2 separate regions of the Hordeum vulgare genome follow, and region 1 is linked to region 2. The links are chromatin contacts, called in public Hi-C maps. All regions are on one chromosome and are shown on one strand. Each heading gives the region's core, a stretch centred on a gene start, on an enhancer-like site or on the middle of the called end of the contact. The rest is flanking DNA. Distances are from core to core; before and after follow the strand shown. Region 1 has its middle 31 kb from the start of LOC123408860. Region 2 has its middle 62 kb from the start of LOC123409336.

What was found. A called contact is a pair of places that touch in the nucleus more often than the background predicts.
Region 1: a contact with region 2 is called in a Hi-C map of leaf, with 2.0 times the contacts expected there. The contact joins two enhancer-like sites. A contact is called at or near these places in 2 of 6 Hi-C or Micro-C datasets (leaf and seedling).

What each region holds. Positions count from the first base shown.
Region 1 is chr7H:572,532,662-572,535,839 of MorexV3_pseudomolecules_assembly, reverse strand. No RefSeq gene overlaps it. Among protein-coding and RNA genes, the nearest start is that of LOC123408860, 31 kb to the left of the region's middle. Within about 2 kb of position 1,784, at least 2 of the 3 cell types and tissues checked have open chromatin away from gene starts, as enhancers often do. A contact at or near this core is called in leaf, where this site is marked.
Region 2 is chr7H:572,352,959-572,356,098 of MorexV3_pseudomolecules_assembly, reverse strand. No RefSeq gene overlaps it. Among protein-coding and RNA genes, the nearest start is that of LOC123409336, 62 kb to the right of the region's middle. Within about 2 kb of position 1,293, at least 2 of the 3 cell types and tissues checked have open chromatin away from gene starts, as enhancers often do. A contact at or near this core is called in leaf, where this site is marked.

The sequences.
Region 1 (3,178 bases), core at 535-3,034, 180 kb before region 2:
GTGGTGTGGAACAAGGTTGGTACAAAAGATTTCTTTTATATGTTGGAATATTTTCCATGGTATGATTTTTTTATTTGACGCCTAAGCGGGTCAACCAGTTGCCCTTCTTCCGATATGCTACAGAATAATACGTCTCAAAGTTGCGTGAACAAAAATCAAAACATAAGTGGAACATTATTTCGTCATCATATATATTTAAGAAGATATTGCGAACTCGGCATGGCTCATATCGTTTGATTTCTAGTGATGAAACCAACTCAAGAGGTGTGCATTTATAGATGTGAGTGCATGTTAGCATATATGTTTGTACTATATTTAAGAAAAAAAGGAATATATATACTTTCATCATTTTTAAGCTTCTTCTCCTCCTGAACTCTTCTGTTGTACAGTTTGCAGGAATGTAATAGTTAATTTACTCGTGTGCTTATGCCGACTATACAATACCTTCAGCTTGCTTCAACCTCCTGTGCTTGTAATCGTCACTGGGCGGTATATGAATCTCGGTGTATTTCTATTTTATATGTTCTTTGTATTATCTTGAAAGTTCATGAATAGATTACAATTTTTTTAAACTCTTACATCATACGGTACACAGCAATATAACAGTTGGTTTACTTTCCCCTAGAAAACAGTTGGTTTACTCACGTGCTTATCCAGATTATAGAATATCTTTTTCTGGTCATTCCAATATAAATAAATCCAAAAACAAAGAAAGCGCGGTGTATTCATGTGCGACCATACACTTATTCCGAGTCGCGTATGCACAGTGCACCGTGTCTGCCCGTCCATCCCAACGTTCCCATCAACGCATCAACTCGCCTCGCCACGACACTCGACCAATAAACAAAAAACGGATGCGCCAACAATTCGAAAATTCTCCCAGCATTATCTTCATCAGCTCACCACCCTCCTCAAAATTGAGCTCCCCACGGTTCTCCCACGCTTCCCTTTCGGACAGTGCTGGCGATTTCACGGCGACCACTAGCGATACTACTGTTCGAGGCCAACGGAATTGGTCGACGACAGAGAGGGCCTCCAGCTGCCTCCAGCTCCCGTCGTGAATACGGCGCGCGTACGTCGTTCTCGTGATAGGCCGGTATGCGGTTTGTCATGCATGCAAGCAAGGACGGGAGAGATATTAGGTCTGGCAGGAGCATTCATGGGATCATGGAACGGACGGACGTTGGGCGTGCCTCCGTCCAATCCAAGTCCCTCGTGAACTCGACGTGTATGCATGTCCCGGTCGGTGCACAGTCCGGTTGATGTCACCTACAATGAGGTTTATGAATCGTCTGGCGTGTTATCTTCATCCATGCAAACAGATCCAGATATGCTTCAGAGGTTAGTTAGCTAGGGTTCGCGTGACCGGGCACGCGACCGCGACGACGTAGCGCCGGTAGGGCAGGCGTGGTCGGGCGTTGGAGGCTGGTCTTCCATCCCGTCGATTGATCTGGTGTGACACCTTGACAGGTGCATGAACGGAGCACGCTTTCGTTCAGCCCCTTCCTTCCTTTCTGTCAGGTTTTAGCTCCGCCTGAACGTACACTCGTGGGCTATTCAGCAGCGGCCAACAGTTCTTTTTACTGCTGAGTGGAAATTGGAGATAGATATCTTGGCTAGAGCCTACAAGATCGTGTTTGTTTTAGCCTAGAGGAGGAAGTGCAACCGAGCACCATGGAGAAAAGTTGATGGCGATGGCCGGTAACAAAAGGGCAAATACACAGGGAGACAGGTCGACAGTGATGTTTAATTCTGGAGGAGGTGTGGTCTGGCGATTTGAGTGACCACCAACGACCAATGGAGCCGCCCTTCGCCCCATCGGCGGCCCATGCTCGATCCAACTCAGCAGCGTCACGCAACAAGCATTCTAGATTTCTAGCGCCTGCGTTGGGAATTCGGCGGGGATGCTGCTAGGCTGCTACGCATACCTGCTCAAACTATTCCTCTGTCTATGGCTACATACGCATCTGATGTCATAGATGCCCCTGCAGTTGCCTCTGCAAACGCTAAAGTCTGAAGCATGACGCGCCGTGAAATCACAAATCAGTAGATGGTAGACGTGAGTCGTCACCAAGTTCTGGATTTTCAAGTGGCGCGGTTGAAAAGAGGTGCTAATTAATTAGGTCCCCCGTTTGGAACACATAAATTCAAAACAAAGAAATAAAAAATACGTAGGAATCAGGATGCCACTAATCAATTAGGTGCCCCGTTTGGAACACATAAATTCAAAACAAAGAAATAGAAAATATGTAGGAATCAGGATGCCACGTATCCAGGATTTCTACTGGAAGTCAAACCACGAGAAAAATATAATAAGGTTGGTCGTAATAGGAGTATCATAAGTAGTATCATGCATGCTAACTAGACATATTTGATGAGGTGACATGAAATTAAATGAAAAAAAAGAGTTGAGTATCATATTATGATATCATATCATATTAAATGCTGTGCTACTATGTGTCATGCATGACGATAAATGAACTGTTCTATGATACTAGCACATGATACTATCATTACGGATGTAGTATCATATAGCAGTATCATTTGCATGATACTACACAAATAATACTACTATATGATACTCTCCATTACAACCAGCCTAAGCGAGTAATTGTCAGGCCGTGTTGGGTCAGGTCTTATAACATTCCAAAAACTCTATCCTTCTCATTTACATCTTTTTACCTCCGTTTAAAAAAAACTGTCATGCATAAATTGTAGATAAAAAGATAAGAATGTTAAACATAATCTTGTATGGCAAGTTAGGTTGTTAGAGATAGAATTAAACTTCTTAAACGTTTTTCCTTTATTCTGTGGTATCTCTACCACCCGATGTAATCTCTCTCGGTAGCTTCAACTACCGTATCTTGTAAAGGCCACAAGACCTCTCCCTCTCGCTCATATCAATATATATACACACGATTCTCCCTATTTGGAGAGTAGGAATGCTTCCACAAATTCTCACATGGTAATCCGAGCAATTCTCTTCCACCTTGTCTAGCTATCCTCCACACCATCCCGATCCTGACCTCCAAGTCGATTGTGTCAACTTCCAACTTCGTTGCTTCCTCTGGCCTAAGTAACAATGTTCCAAAACCCCTCACCAGATCCATTTACATCCTTTGGCGTGCTCAAGCCCACTTCCAGATCATGGGAGCCGGTCTCTTTGGGTACATCGACA
Region 2 (3,140 bases), core at 44-2,543:
GATCTATTTTTTAATATGTTGAACAAATTCCCAATTGTTTTCTGAATTTATGAACAAAAACTAAGTTGAAAATATTTTTTAATTTGAAATTCTATATTTTCTGAATTTTTGAACATTTTTTGTATATTAGAAAAAGTAAATTAAAATTCTAAATTCTATGGAATTTGTGAATAAAATTTCAAAACAGATACGTTTTTGAAAAAACGAACAACGTTTTTAAAGTACCAACAGTTTTAAAAATTTTGAAGATTCGTTGAAATATAAAAGTAAGAATAAAATAAAAAGTGGAAGGCAAAGAAAAGAAGAATAAAAAATAAAAAACCAAAAACAGTTAAAAAAAGAACCTGAAAAAGACAAAGAATCTGGCTCGCCAGAATTGGACCGGCCCATCTCCCAATGTTAGCAACCTTACCCTTTGCGAATCCCTGATAATTTGCCGTAACAGGCGGTGAATAGGTTTTTTTTAACTGTTTTTAACTTTGCAGATATTTTTTAAAAACTGAATGTTTGAAAAGTTTCTGCAACAAATTCGGGAATTTTCGATCTATTTTTTAATATGTTGAATTTTTTTTTTTGGTTATTTCTAAGAAAATTTGAAATTATTTTCAAAATCTGTGAACATTCCTGAATTCCTTTGAATTGGTGAAAACATTTTATATACATGGCTTTATTTATTTGTGAACATATTTGGAAAGTGAAATTCTAGTACATTTTCTAAATTTGTGAACAAATATTTAAAGGTGAACATTTGTTGAGATCCGCGGAACAATTTGTTATTTTCTGAAAAAAATTTGAAAACTAAAAGGTGAATTAGTTTTGAATTTGTTAACAAATTTTGGAAGTGCGTACATTTTTTGAAATTACCAATTGTTTTCTGAATTTCTGAACAAAAACTAAAATGAAAATATTTTTTAATTTGGAATTCTTTATTTTCTGAATTTTTGAACATTTATTGTATATTAGAAAAAGTAAAATTAAAATTCTAAATTCTTTGTAATTTGTGAATAAAATTTCAAAACAGATACATTTTTGAAAAAACGAACAAAGTTTTTAAAATACCAACAGTTTTAGAATTTTCTGAAGAACCGTTGAAATATAAAAGTGAGAATAAAATAAAAAGTGGAAGGCAAAGAAAAGACGAATAAAAAATAAAAAACCAAAAACAGTTAGAAAAAGAAACCGAAAAAGACAAAGAACCCGGCTCGCCAGAATTGGACCGGCCCATCTCCCAATGTTAGCAACCTTACGCTTTGTGAATCCCCGATAATTTGCCATAACAGGCGGTGTATAGCTGTCACGTACTCGACCAGCCTCTTCTTCTTTTTCTCTGCAATGGGCTACAAAACCGGCCTAATTATACTTAGGCCATGCTTGAAATGTCGTCTTCCTTAGCAATACACGTGTAAATAATACAGGTCTCCTTCCGTCGTTTTGCTTTCAGGCAGGAATCACTACTCGCCCTGTAAGTTACACTTGTAAATTAAATGCAGACTATTTAAATACACCCAATCCAAGCAAAAATGCTAAAGATACAGACAGGTTCTAACAGACTTTTACGGGATGCTAACGCGGCCTAATCTAATTGCCCCTCCCTGATTTTCATTGGTGGGACCGTCCTCCTTAATCAAGTTCCAACCAGTCACAACCAGCGAGCCTGTAAATCTTCCGTAGAGAGCCCGTACGTCTAGCATTACTGCAATCCAAGCACGCATTTAGTCCTGCTGGACTGTAATACGCCACGAGAACTATATCTCTCTTACAGCAAGAGTATCATTTGTTTCGTTGCTGGTTTTTGTCCCACGCAAGGATACTAGGCCGCCCCTTTTAGTCTGTGTATTTTCATTTGCTAGGTCTTCGATCATAGATGCTTGCTCACGGGTGGTTCGTCGGTTGTTGTATTAATTTTTGTGCGTTGTTTAATTTTTTTTCGTCATTGGTTTTCTCTATTTTCTTTGTTTCCTCATTAGTTTTCTTCATTTCTTTCTTGATATAAAAACAGGATAAACCAAGAAAGAAATATTAAGCGTGTATTTATATCTATTCTATTTCCAGCATAGTACACACAAGAAAAGGAATAGATATCAATACACAATTAACATTTTTTTTCTAGATAGATGAACAAGAATAGATATGATACACGCTTAACATTTTCTTTCAGATACATGCTTAGACATCTATTCTTGTTCATGCACATTTATACAGTTTTTGTATACATCTGAAACATTATGTTCATATTATTTATCATTTTTCAAAAACAAGATTAACATTTTATTTCTAAATATTTAGTTAATAAAAAATATAAATATTTATACGTCTGCTATAACATCAGAAGCATTATGTTGATACACATTTAACATTTTTTCCATACATATTCGCATTTCAAAAATACATGTTTTGCGGTCTATTCTTTTTCATCACACTGTACATTGTGTTTTATACATATAAAAATTATTTTTATACACTTTTAACACTTTACAAATACATGATTAATTTTTCACAAATACACAGTAATTTTATCCAAAATATGAGGGTACATTTTTTAATGGCAGTTTTTTCTAAACCACATGATTTGAAAACAGTTATATAAAACTTTTTTTAAGTTTGAGATTTTATTATTTTGTTTCAACTTTTTAAAAATTAATTAAATTTTTGCTTTGAAAATATATTGATTTATGTAAAAAATAAAAATGGAGAAGTAAAAAAGAAAAATGTAATTGCTATGAGACCATGAAACCAGGTCCATATGGGCAATCAGCAGCTCCTATGGGCTCACACGAGGCTGGCTTCTGCCTCGGTATAAGTAAGGCGTAGTCGATTTCTCAAAAAAGGCAAAAAAAAAAAAAAAAAAAAGGCACAGCCGCGCCTGTATTACATCAGCGAAAGCTTGTCTATGAAAGAAACCTAGTAAATTCCTTGAACATTTGTTTGGCGAGGTGTTAGATTAAGAGGTTGAGCTCAAAATAGATTGTATTATTCCTTCCATTCGGGCAGTACATATACAAAAGTACTAAGAGAGGGAGGACAAAAGTTTACACATGGGCACACACACTAACAAACCATCCATCGATCCTACTTCCTTCGTTTCTAAATATAAGTCTTTTAAGAGATTTCGTTAGGGGTCTATATACGGAGTAAAATGT